Regions from separate parts of the Mus musculus genome. Here all the other regions are linked to region 1. A link is a contact called in public targeted proximity ligation data. All regions are on one chromosome and are shown on one strand. The core of a region is the stretch at or near the end of the contact, and the rest is flanking DNA. Distances in the headings are between cores, read along the strand shown. Region 1 overlaps Pip5k1b (phosphatidylinositol-4-phosphate 5-kinase, type 1 beta). Region 2 has its middle 32 kb from the start of Tmem252. Region 3 has its middle 58 kb from the start of Tmem252. Region 4 overlaps Pgm5 (phosphoglucomutase 5).

Region 1 (2,714 bases), core at 48-2,547:
ACCTCACAAGTGACAAAGAAAACATTGTTAAATTGATTGTGTGCTTGTCACACAGCTCTGGGTATACTGAAAACACTGAATTGCGTGATTTAAGTGAATCAATTGTTTGGTATGTGTATAATATTTCAATAACATTAGCAAACAAAAAATGGGACACAGGGAGTCTAGGGCTGGGGCCTGGGAGCCTGGGGCTGGGGCTTGTTATTTGTAGATTTGCTCTGGGGTAATTCACCAGCGTTACTCGTGTTAGGAGTCTCTCAGGTCAGATTCCCCAGAAAAGACTCCCTTGTCTCTCAGCCTGCAAGATAAAGGCTGGTTTTATGGGCTAACCCCACCTCATCCCCATGTTTGTTCCTAACCTACGCTGTAACTGGTGCTCTGTGATCCAAAGACTCTCTGTTCTACCCACTCCTGAGACTAAGACTTGGAAAAAAAATAGAGTTGAAAAAAGACAGTTGCGTAGTAAAGAGAATTCTGGAAGCTGATCTGCCTGCTTAACTAGACTTTTAGCCAGAGGCATCTGTCTTACCCTCTCTCCCTCTCCCCAACTAAATGCACACTTTCCCTCTTATTCCTGACTTGTTAAGGAGCTCTGGGGATCAAAATAGAGAAAATGAAGTGAGCAGGGAAACATGTATCAAAAATAGACAGTTTGTCTTCTCCGGTTCCTCTGATCCATCATGTTATCTACTACTGAGGGTCCGTTTTCATTTAAGATTCTGATTTGGGGGAGAAAAAACAGAATAAGCATTTATTTCGGGACAAGTTATTCTTGTAGTTGCAGAATCAAAAGGTGGAAGCAGATTCCTCCCCTACCAAAGGTAGAAATAGTACTTTTCATGTGTAGACAGAAGGACAACTCCTGTCTGAATCCAGAGACCTAGTTAAGTTCATTTAAACATAACGTTTATCATTGGCTCTTTTGAGATTTAAAACAAATAATAACAATAAAAGCTGAAGCCCCTGGCCAAGAGGGGAAGCCTCCCTGAGCTCGAGCAAGGTTGAAGGTCTCGATTCTCACGGCCTCGTAAAGAAGAGAGACATTGCATTATTGTGATGGGGAGAGGAAAGCCTTGCTGCTTTTCGTACATGTTCTCCTCACATGACTCCCTGGTCTTAAAGGAGCTATTCCGTTCATCTATACTAAATGTAGGGCTCAGAGGATTCAAATGATGCGGGGAACAGTAGCCAACCACTATCCTCTGAGATGCTTGAGCAGGCAGCTAACTCGGTTCCTGTTTCTGCTGCCAGTGCGTAGGATTATACCACACATCCCAGACATACTTCTTAAAGAAGCAGATGAATCATCAAGAGAGAGAAAGCCAGTCATTGTTTAAAGTGCCATTTTGCCATGTGTACTGGCACATTCAAGACAATTTCGAATTACCTTGTGACTAAAGCATTTCAGTATCTTAAGATGTTAGTCATGACTGACATCTCTGAGATTGCCTGTCTCTCGAGCCTTGCAACTCTTTTTTCCAATCTAAATGTTGAAGAAAGAAAAATTGACTTTCATTTTCCATGCTGGGGACTGATTCCAGGGCCTCCCGTGTGCTGTGCACAGCTCAACCACTAAATGTTACTGCAAGCCCTGAATAGGCCCCGCATGTCTACATAGCATATACAATGATGCATGCATGTATACATGGCATATACAATGATGTATGCATGTATACATGGTATACACAATGATGCATGCATGCATACGTGGCATATACAATGATGCATGCATGTATACATGGTATACACAATGATGCATGTCAGCATGCCCTTCCCAGGATATCACAGCCATTCAAAACTCACTCCATAATGTGAAAGGAGAGAAATAAAAATGTGAGAGGCCTTGCTCAAAAACTGTTAACAAGAGCATCGTGATACGCTTTGATTATCTCAGAATTCTCAACATTAAGACAAGAAGATCGTGAGTTCTTGGCCAGCCTGAGCTTCAGAGTATATCCAGGGTTAGCCTAAGTTACATAACAAAATACACACACACACACACACACACACACACACACACACACACAGAAGCAGGCAGGACATTAAACTAAGCTGGGACAGTTGCCCTGGTCACTTGTCTGTGAAGCCAGCCCTGGAGGAAGACACTTAGCAGCCCTGAAGGAAGACACTTGTCGTATCTGCTGATTATAATGTACACTTTTAACCTGTTACCATGACTAGCCCTCTGTCTAAGGATCCTTGCTACAAGATCATCAGGGATAACTTATGAAGTCCTTCCTAAACTTCCACCTCGCAAATCCTATAGTTCAGTCACAAACCTGGCATCCTTCATACAATAGTCCCTTGCCCTGGGTGATCCCTGCCAGGGTGCTGAGTGCTTTGTGGCAGGAATTTCAGGTCGTTTCTTCCCGCTCTGACAGTAGCTTTCAGTGGGTCGGTTCTTCAAGCCAAATTAAATGAAAACTTGAGATCAGATCCGAAAGGGAGGGGGAAAAAAACCTTAAATAAAAATATATCTTCTGTTTCTAAGCTCCTGGCAGTTAGTAGACCTTGTGTCTACTACCCATGTGTGCACGCACACACATACACATTCACACACAGAGATCACACACTCAGACACACACACAGAGAGATCACACACACACACTCAGACACACACAGAGAGAGATCACACACCTTGTTTTTCAACTCAGTTCATCTGAGCACCTGCTACTCATTTTCGAAGGAAATTAAATCAATAGCATTTTTTTCTT
Region 2 (2,700 bases), core at 129-2,628, 320 kb before region 1:
ACAACAACAACAACAACAACAACAACAACAACAACAGAGACGTAAATAATTGTGAGTTATAACATCAAGCTTTCCTACCCAGCCACTTTGTTCCCAGAGTAAGGGCTCTGAGACTGAATATTTTATAAATAAACGCCTCGGCCATAAGCTAGGGCTTGTTCCCCTGACTAGCTCATGACTCAATTATCTGGTTATTCTGTTCTACAAAGCACCACATGGCTTGTTACCTCTTCTCAGAGTTCCTGACTAATCTCCCACACTTCTGACTGTTTTTGAATTCCTCTTTATCCCCACTCCCTCCATCTTTCTGTCTCTCCCTCTCTGTCTCTCTGTCTCTGTCTGTCTGTCTGTCTGTCTGTCTCTCTCTCTCTCTCTCTCTCTGCTGGATACCCCACCTCCTAATCCTGCCTCAGCTCTTTGGCCATAGGCTTATTATTATTATTATTATTATTATTATTATTGTTGTTGTTGTTGTTATTGACAAGTGATGCATCCATACAGAATATAAGAGATTTTCTCTACAGTGAGTGTTGTGCACTTTATGTGACAAGAAAATCATCTGAGGGAAAAAAATGATCAGAGGAAAGTGAGGTCTTGCCCCAAGGGAGGCATGTCAAGAATGCCAGTACAGTTTACTTTAAAAGCTGGCCATTGAAGGGACAAAGGTGACAGAGTCATAACTTAAACCCCGGTAAGTGTGACTAATGTGGGTCGTGTACACACTCAGTAACACAGCTGTTACTTTTCCTTTCCTCTCAAAATGATACCTGCAAGCTGAGCAATGGCCGCAGAGGGTGGCTAACGGGGGACACCAGATGCCTTCAGACAATGAACCCGAAATGATAACTCCTCCCTCCCCTGAGTTCTACTCCAGTCACAGTATTTGTGTAGGGCAACAAGAGGGAGCTCCAGCTCCATGGTGTGACAGCTACTCGCAGGAGGAAGAGGATGGCTCCTTTTTGAAGACATTGACTAGATCATGGCCCTAGGGAGGATGGGTAGAGAGCAGCAAAGGTCTGAGCCTACTCTAAGGAAGTCTGTCTTTGGACCTTCATGCTATTACAGTGACTTGAGTATGGGCAAAGCTTCCAAGAGAGTTCTTTTTCACCTAGCAGCATCAGTAACAAGAAGATACATTCTCCAAAGTCAAGGTCAGGCAAAGAGTCAAAGGTGAAATAGAGACAAACAGTAGCGGCTCTCTCTCTCTCTCTCTCTGCTTTTTAATATTCCTGAATATGTACAAAATTCCTTTCTAGAAAGTTACTAATTTCTTTATCTCAAATTTTCAACAGAGAATGGTTCTAATTCACTGCTAGACTATTGCTATGCGTGGACTGTGTGTGTCCCTCCAAATGCACACATTGTACTGCCGCTTACAGATGTGATGTTATTAGACAGTGGAGCCATTAAAGGGGGATTACGTCACAAGGGCCCTTTTAAGGCATTGTGTAAAGCATTTTTAAAAGAGTCCCCAGAGCACTGACTCCTTCTTCTCCCAAGAAGGAAGGATACAGCTAAGACTCACTGTCTATGACTAGGAAAGCAGGCCCTCACTGAATACCAAATGTGCTTCAGCCTGGATCCACAACTCCTTGTACCCTGGGGCTATCAGAATTATGGTTCTGATGTTTATAGGCCAGCCATTTGGTATGTTGTGATATGGCCTGAGTGGACTAAGACACCTATTGTTTCTGCTACAGACATTCTCATAGTCTTAGGTCAAAGACTCTATCCACATGTCTTTTCCCCCTTGCCCCTGCCACCATAGCCTATCCCTAGATCAAGGCGTAACATAGGCTAACAGGCTGGATTTGTCTGTTACATTTTGGCTTACACTTTTGGTAAGATTGGAGATTTCCCTTGGTGCCAGCATATTACTATTAATGCTTAGAGCTCAGAGAGTCCTGACAGTCTGGATCAGCTGCACATTCTCTACTGAAAGCGCACGCAAGCTTGTGGTCAGGGCTGCCATTCCTGCTTCCTTTAGAGGGTGAGTCAGACGCTGGTGGCTCCCTTTCCTAATCCTTTATAGCAGTGTGCACCTGTCCACAGTGAAAAGGAGGTTGGAAACTTCCAGATTCAAATATGGCAGGCAAGAGTATTCTGGGTTCCCTTCTGTACGTCACGTGCTGAGATTCAGCGTGCCAGAGCCCACTGATTTTGTATCTTCAACTATTAGGAAGCTATCTGGGCATCTACTGCTGCTGCTGCTGCTACTTTATTTATTAATTATTATTATTATTATGCATGATAATAACTATATTATTTTTATTGTTATTATTATTATTATTTGTTTTAAGATGGTTCAAAGACACACAACATTTTGATAATAAGCTCTGTGTACTATGACCTTAAAAAAATAACAACCAGGTTTTATTTAAATAAATAAATAAATAAACAAACAAACAAACAAACAAACAAACAGCCGGGCGTGGTGGTGCACGCCTTTAATCCCAGCACTCGGGAGGCAGAGGCAGAGGCAGGCGGATTTCTGAGTTCAAGGCCAGCCTGGTCTACAAAGTGAGTTCCAGGACAGCCGGAGTTATACAGAGAAACCCTGTCTCACCCCCACCCCAAAAACAAATAAACAAAAACCACTCTCGGGTTTCCACAAGAAATAATCTTTATTGAGGGTACACTCTGACCATCCCAGGACATCCTGCAAAGCACTATATCTTAAAAGTCTACACCATCACCCAG
Region 3 (2,700 bases), core at 172-2,671, 290 kb before region 1:
AGTGTGGTATAGAGAGAGGTGAAGTTTCATGAGAGGAGATAAACCACAAGCATGTGGCCAGGTAACTCAAAACCTCTTATCTCTTACCCAACCATAGGCTTTAGCCTTTTATTGACCACTTAACTTGGGAAGCAAGGTTACATAGCATCACTCAGTGTAGATGGGAATCTCCTTGTCCCTGAGGATCTCTTTCTTGGGGACAACCAGATCTTGGGGTACAGAATTTAGCATCTGAATGTATAGCAGCCCCAGACCAAACCCACTACTTAGAGGCACTCCTGTCTTCTGGCCGTGTCACAGTGCACAGCCTCCTATGAACACGCCAGCTGCTCCTGTTGTTAGAGGCAGGAGCCACATAGATATTCCTGTGTGCTCAGAATTCTGAGGCAGGTCAATCTCTGAGTTTGAGATCAGCTTGGTCTTCATAGGGAGTTCCACGCTAGTCAGAACTAGATAGTAAGACTCTGCCTCAATTTTTTTTTTCCTTTGCCCTAAATGATTGAACAAAAGAGAGAAGTCACATACACGGGTAACATGTGAGGGCCTGCACCCTGGACAGCCTAGGGTACGTCCACTCCTTGTGCACAACAAGAAATCACTACCCCATGCCAGCCCTTCAGTTCCCCACACTTTCCTCCCTGCTAAATGTTTCTATTTCTTTCTTCTGTGTCTTAGTTGGCAGGAGGCCAAGGAGACATATATTAACAATAAAAAGGGAAGCCAGGGCTATCCAACCAATACATGATCCGAGGAGTGTCTAAACACTGAAGGCCTAGCTATTGTCTCCTTCTTAAGGTCAGATATTGCAATGTTATCTTTTCTAGTCTCTAAATCCCATCTTGATGAAATGTCAAAATAGGAAACAGGCTAGGCCTCTGACACCTGCTCCTGACACCCCGCCGCTCTCCACTGAAGCAGAGTGATGCCCCAGCTTAAAGAGAAGTCCAACCAAACGCAACAGTGGCACCCAGCCGAGTGTTCAGTGGTCACAAACCATGGGCACCTGTAGCGCCTGGCCCAGCATTTGAGGGTGCTCTACTGAAGGACTTCTTCAGGAACAGGCAAAAGCAGGCCAGCAGGCTATCCACTGGGCTCTTGTCAGAACTCAGGTGTGTTCTCACAACATTTGGCAAACCTGGCTGACTCATCAGTGATCAGCCAGGGCAAGGATGACAAGGGCGTCATGTGATGTCCCAACTGGGAAAAGCCTGTGTCATGCCTTGAAGATTCTAGTTCGCTATTTATAGTGAGGGTGACTGTGTCTGCTCACTCATTCACCACATCCTTTGTCCTTGTGTACTTATTAATAATGTCCCCTCTTAAATGTGCCCCCCCATTGGGATGACACAGAGCATCGTCATCCCTAGTAGTTCCATTTCTCATTGCTGTCCCAGAAGACCTTACAGAAGCAGTTGTTCTGTAAGGGAGGAGAGGTTGATTTTGACTGACAGTTTAAAGGGGGCGGGACAGTCAGTCGTGGCTGGATCTGTGGCAGTATCTTGTGGCTGGGCTTCTTTGTATCTTAGCAGATCAGGAAGCAGAAAGGGTGGGCCGGAAGCAGAGAGCTTGGGACAGAAGCACGGCTGGCCTTCAACCCTAAAGACCCATCATCCCTCCTGGTTATGTCAACCATCTCTGTCCTATGTCCCAAAGGTCCACAATTCCTGTACTGGCTGGTTTTGTGTGTCAACTTGGCACAAGCTGGAGTTACCACAGAGAAAGGAGCCTCTGTTGAGGAAATGCCTCCATGAGATCCAGCTGTAAGGCATTTTCTTAATTAGTGACCAAGAGGGGAGGGCTCATTGAGAGTGGTGCCATCCTTGGGCTGGTCGTCCTGGGTTCAATAAGAAGGCAAGCTGAGCAAGCCAGTGGAAGCAATCCAGTACACAGCATCCCTCCATTGCCTCCAAGTTCCTACCCTGTGTGAGGTCTAGTCCCGACTTCTTTTGGTGATGAACAGCAATGTGGAAGTATAAGCTGAATAAACCCTTTCCTCCCCAACTTGCTTCTTGGTCATGATGTTTTGTGCCAGAATAGAAACCCTGACTAAGACACCTCCTAAAATGGCAGTGGACTGAGGATTTTAAACACCTTAGAGCCTGTGATGGACTTTCAACCATTCAAATCATAACATTATAAATCCATTAGCACCATCTTCACACAGATGTGTTCTTTATATCCAAAAAGGAATTTACCCTAGCTTCAGCAAAATCTAAAGCACTTCCAACCATTTCAGAACCAAAAGATGAGGCAGCTGCTAAAGTAGATTTTTTTTTCTCTCTGAAATCACCTAGCCATCTTTAAGGCGATCCCTAACATCTCGCTGGGAAGCCTTGAATTCCATTCCTTGAGCTGATTCCAACTGTTCCGTGAGGTTAAGAGCATAGCCATAGCATATTTTCTCTTCTCCATCCTATCAGTCTGCTTCTCCTAAAACTCCCTCCCCACCTCTCTCACTCAGGAAACTTTATTCTCCAGTCACTAGGAGAACTGAGGCTAAGGGTAAGAGCTTTGCGGTGCATTGGCAATAATCAAAACTAGAGTGAAGTGATCAGAAACATCCACTCTGCCACTTACCAGACTTGGAAATATTTCTCTACTCTATGCCCCAGTTGATGGTACTATTGATGATAGTCTTTCCCAGGGAGGCTAACAGCAGGTTTAAATGAGTTGGGAGGTAGCATCTTTTTGATATTTAGG
Region 4 (2,700 bases), core at 101-2,600, 400 kb before region 1:
GGACAAAATCATAAAACAATTTCATTGTCACTAATACTGGAATTAAAGTTGAAACGGAGAAAAGTCTCCCGATGTTCTCTGTGTGGGTAAGCCCCAGAACCAGTTCTCCACTTAGAGGTTGTATCCTTGAAGTTGGAGGTTGTGCTAGGGATGGTGGCTGGAGGGGATCTCAGGCTAGAGAGGGGAGGGAGGCCTGAGGAATCATTTGTGTGTGAAAATGAACACTAGGTCAGATGCTTGGACATGATCTCAGGTTTAGACTCAACATGGTCTTCCTCATTAGTACATGTTCTCATATATCAAACTTTTGCCTCGAACTCTCTCCTGTCTTATCCAACTTCTTGCCTCTTTCTGCTTTCCTTGCTCTCTCTCTCTCTCTCTCTCTCTCTCTCTCTCTCTCTCTCTCTCTCTCTCTCTCTCTGTGTGTGTGTGTGGGTGTGTGTGTGTAATTTTATTTTAACCTTACTACGGAGCTAGGCTGGCCTTGAATTCATATTTAATTCTCTTGCCTGAGTCTCTTAACTGTTTCAAATACAAATACACACTGCTAGATCTGGCTCTTATATGGGTTTTTTCCCCTCCCAGAGTGGCCACCTCTAATGGGAATCCCATGTCTGAACACATTTGCTGACAGTGTTATAAGGACTTTCTTGTTATCTTGTTCCCAAAGCTGAGGAAGAAATACCTGGTGTGGGAAGAAGAAAAGGATATGGTATGGTTCCATGCCCCTCATTTTTGGCAAGGGTTCTGATGTTTATTGGCCATCTTTAAAACTTTGAAGTTGATAAAAGTTGTACAAATATTCAGGGTTCCCGTCTTTCAGCTCACTCTGAATATTGTCCATGAGGCAAAAACGCCCCAAGTTAAAGCCCAACTGAAGGCAAATATTTGGGCTCAGCTGCCCCTCCTTTGGCTCCATTTACAAATACCCATTCCTGCCATGGTGTGCCAGCTGGAACTGGAGACAAATATGTGATGTTTGGAGAGATGACTTCTTTATATTAGTGACTAAGGGGGAAAAAAACCAAACAAACCAATGAACAGATGTTTTTTTAAAAGCTCTGATGCCTGGCGTTGTGCCAGCTGTGTGGTATGCATCATCAAATTTCAAACTCCAAAATAAACAAGCCAAGAATAATTTCGATCTTTTTTTTTTTTTTTTCTCCTCTGATTACCACCCCAGCCCTACTATTCGATTCGAATAGCTTGTGGCTAGGAAGACTTTTTTTGAATGGAACAATTGTGACATTTCTTTCAAGTTCTCCAGAGATTTTTTATAGTGAGCTCAGTTCCCTTTTCTCCCTCTTTTCTGTCCCTCTCGCTCCCCCATTGCTTCCCCACCCCAGGCTGATCACATAGCTCCAGAAACAGCCAAGAATGAGAGAGCTAAGGCCTGTGCCTTCTTAGACTCACATTCTGAAGAGTGGGCAAAGGCAGGTTGGAAATCAACAAACAGGGAGACAATGCAGAAGAAAAATGTGCAGTGGTGACAGGCAAGGAAAGGGAAGCCACCCAGGTAGATGGATGGGTGTGCAAGGCTGGCACTTTCAGGAAGAACAGGACAAGGCAGCTCTTTGAGGGTACCAGGCATAAAGAAGCCTAAAAACTGTTAAGAAGGAGAGGACTGGCAGTGAGGGCAGGAGGTGGGAGCAGGTCAGGTGCCAGAATGAGAACTAAGCAGTGAAGCAGATTCATGAGGACCCATTTATCAATTCTTGATCTTAGAGCCTGAGTCATCGGAGTTCTGTTTAGAAAATGTCCCCCTGTGCCAATGAATTTGAGGCTTTCTCCCACTTTCTCTTCTATTAGATTCCGTGTATCTGGTTTTACGTTGAGCTCCTTGATCCACTTGGACTTGGACTTTGTGCAAGGTGACAAATATGGTTCTATTTTCACTTTTCTACAAAGCAACTGCCAGTTAGACAAGCATCATTTATTGAAGATGCTGTCTTTTTCTCCATTGTATTTTTTTTTTTTTTTTTGCTTCTTTGTCAAAGATCAAGTATCTATGTGGTTTTATTTCTGGGTCTTCAATTCTATTCCATTGATCAATCTGTCTGTCTCATTACTAATACCATCATAGTGTCTTAAATATATTTGTCAATCATTGAATCTCTAACTTGTTCAACTATTACTTAACAAATAAACCAACACACATAAAGCTTAGAATAGCTTTAAATGCACTCCAACTCTCTCCCTCCATTACATGCCCCCCCCACATAACTGATATACTCACATTCACAGAAACCAAACTATGAATAAAGCTAGAACATCTGACTGACCAATGCCTTTCTCTTGTAAGTAAAAGTAAAATCTGAATAAAATTATTTCTTTGATCAGAACCTTCTGTGACACTTCTTTGCCCAGCATGTGGGTTCCTGCTTCAGGCTAGATCCTAAAGAGCCAGAGCTTATCTCTAAGATAGCGTACAGATTCTTTTAGTTAATTATCTTCAGTGGATAGGAAAGAGATATTCTCTCACTTTGTGGCATTAATTTTACAGATGTCTTCTTAGCTTCTTTCCTTTTTTTAAAAATATTTTTATGATTTTTTAATTAGGTATTTATTTCATTTACATTTCCAATGCTATCCCAAAAGTCCCCCACAAGCTCCCCCACCCACTCCCACTTTTTGGCCCTGTTGTTCCCTTGTACTGAGGCATATAAAGTTTGCACTACCAATGGGCCTCTCTTTCCACTG

What was found.
Region 2: a targeted proximity ligation map of pancreatic cancer cells shows a contact between it and region 1. A contact is called at or near these places in 1 of 484 Hi-C or Micro-C datasets (the HPC-7 cell line), 5 of 130 datasets of targeted methods (embryonic basal ganglia, embryonic stem cells, extraembryonic endoderm stem cells and 2 more) and 1 of 9 other capture datasets (liver).
Region 3: a targeted proximity ligation map of pancreatic cancer cells shows a contact between it and region 1. A contact is called at or near these places in 2 of 484 Hi-C or Micro-C datasets (bone marrow-derived macrophages and embryonic stem cells), 3 of 130 datasets of targeted methods (embryonic basal ganglia, embryonic stem cells and pancreatic cancer cells) and 3 of 9 other capture datasets (adipose tissue, embryonic stem cells and liver).
Region 4: a targeted proximity ligation map of pancreatic cancer cells shows a contact between it and region 1. A contact is called at or near these places in 2 of 130 datasets of targeted methods (large pre-B cells and pancreatic cancer cells).

The regions. Positions count from the first base shown.
Region 1 is chr19:24,324,479-24,327,192 of GRCm38.p6, reverse strand. The region is part of intron 13 of Pip5k1b (phosphatidylinositol-4-phosphate 5-kinase, type 1 beta); the gene reads left to right. Among named protein-coding and RNA genes, the nearest start is that of Fxn, 45 kb to the right of the region's middle.
Region 2 is chr19:24,640,494-24,643,193 of GRCm38.p6, reverse strand. No RefSeq gene overlaps it. Among named protein-coding and RNA genes, the nearest start is that of Tmem252, 32 kb to the left of the region's middle.
Region 3 is chr19:24,614,567-24,617,266 of GRCm38.p6, reverse strand. No RefSeq gene overlaps it. Among named protein-coding and RNA genes, the nearest start is that of Tmem252, 58 kb to the left of the region's middle.
Region 4 is chr19:24,729,176-24,731,875 of GRCm38.p6, reverse strand. The region is part of intron 8 of Pgm5 (phosphoglucomutase 5); the gene reads left to right. Among named protein-coding and RNA genes, the nearest start is that of Gm38581, 23 kb to the right of the region's middle.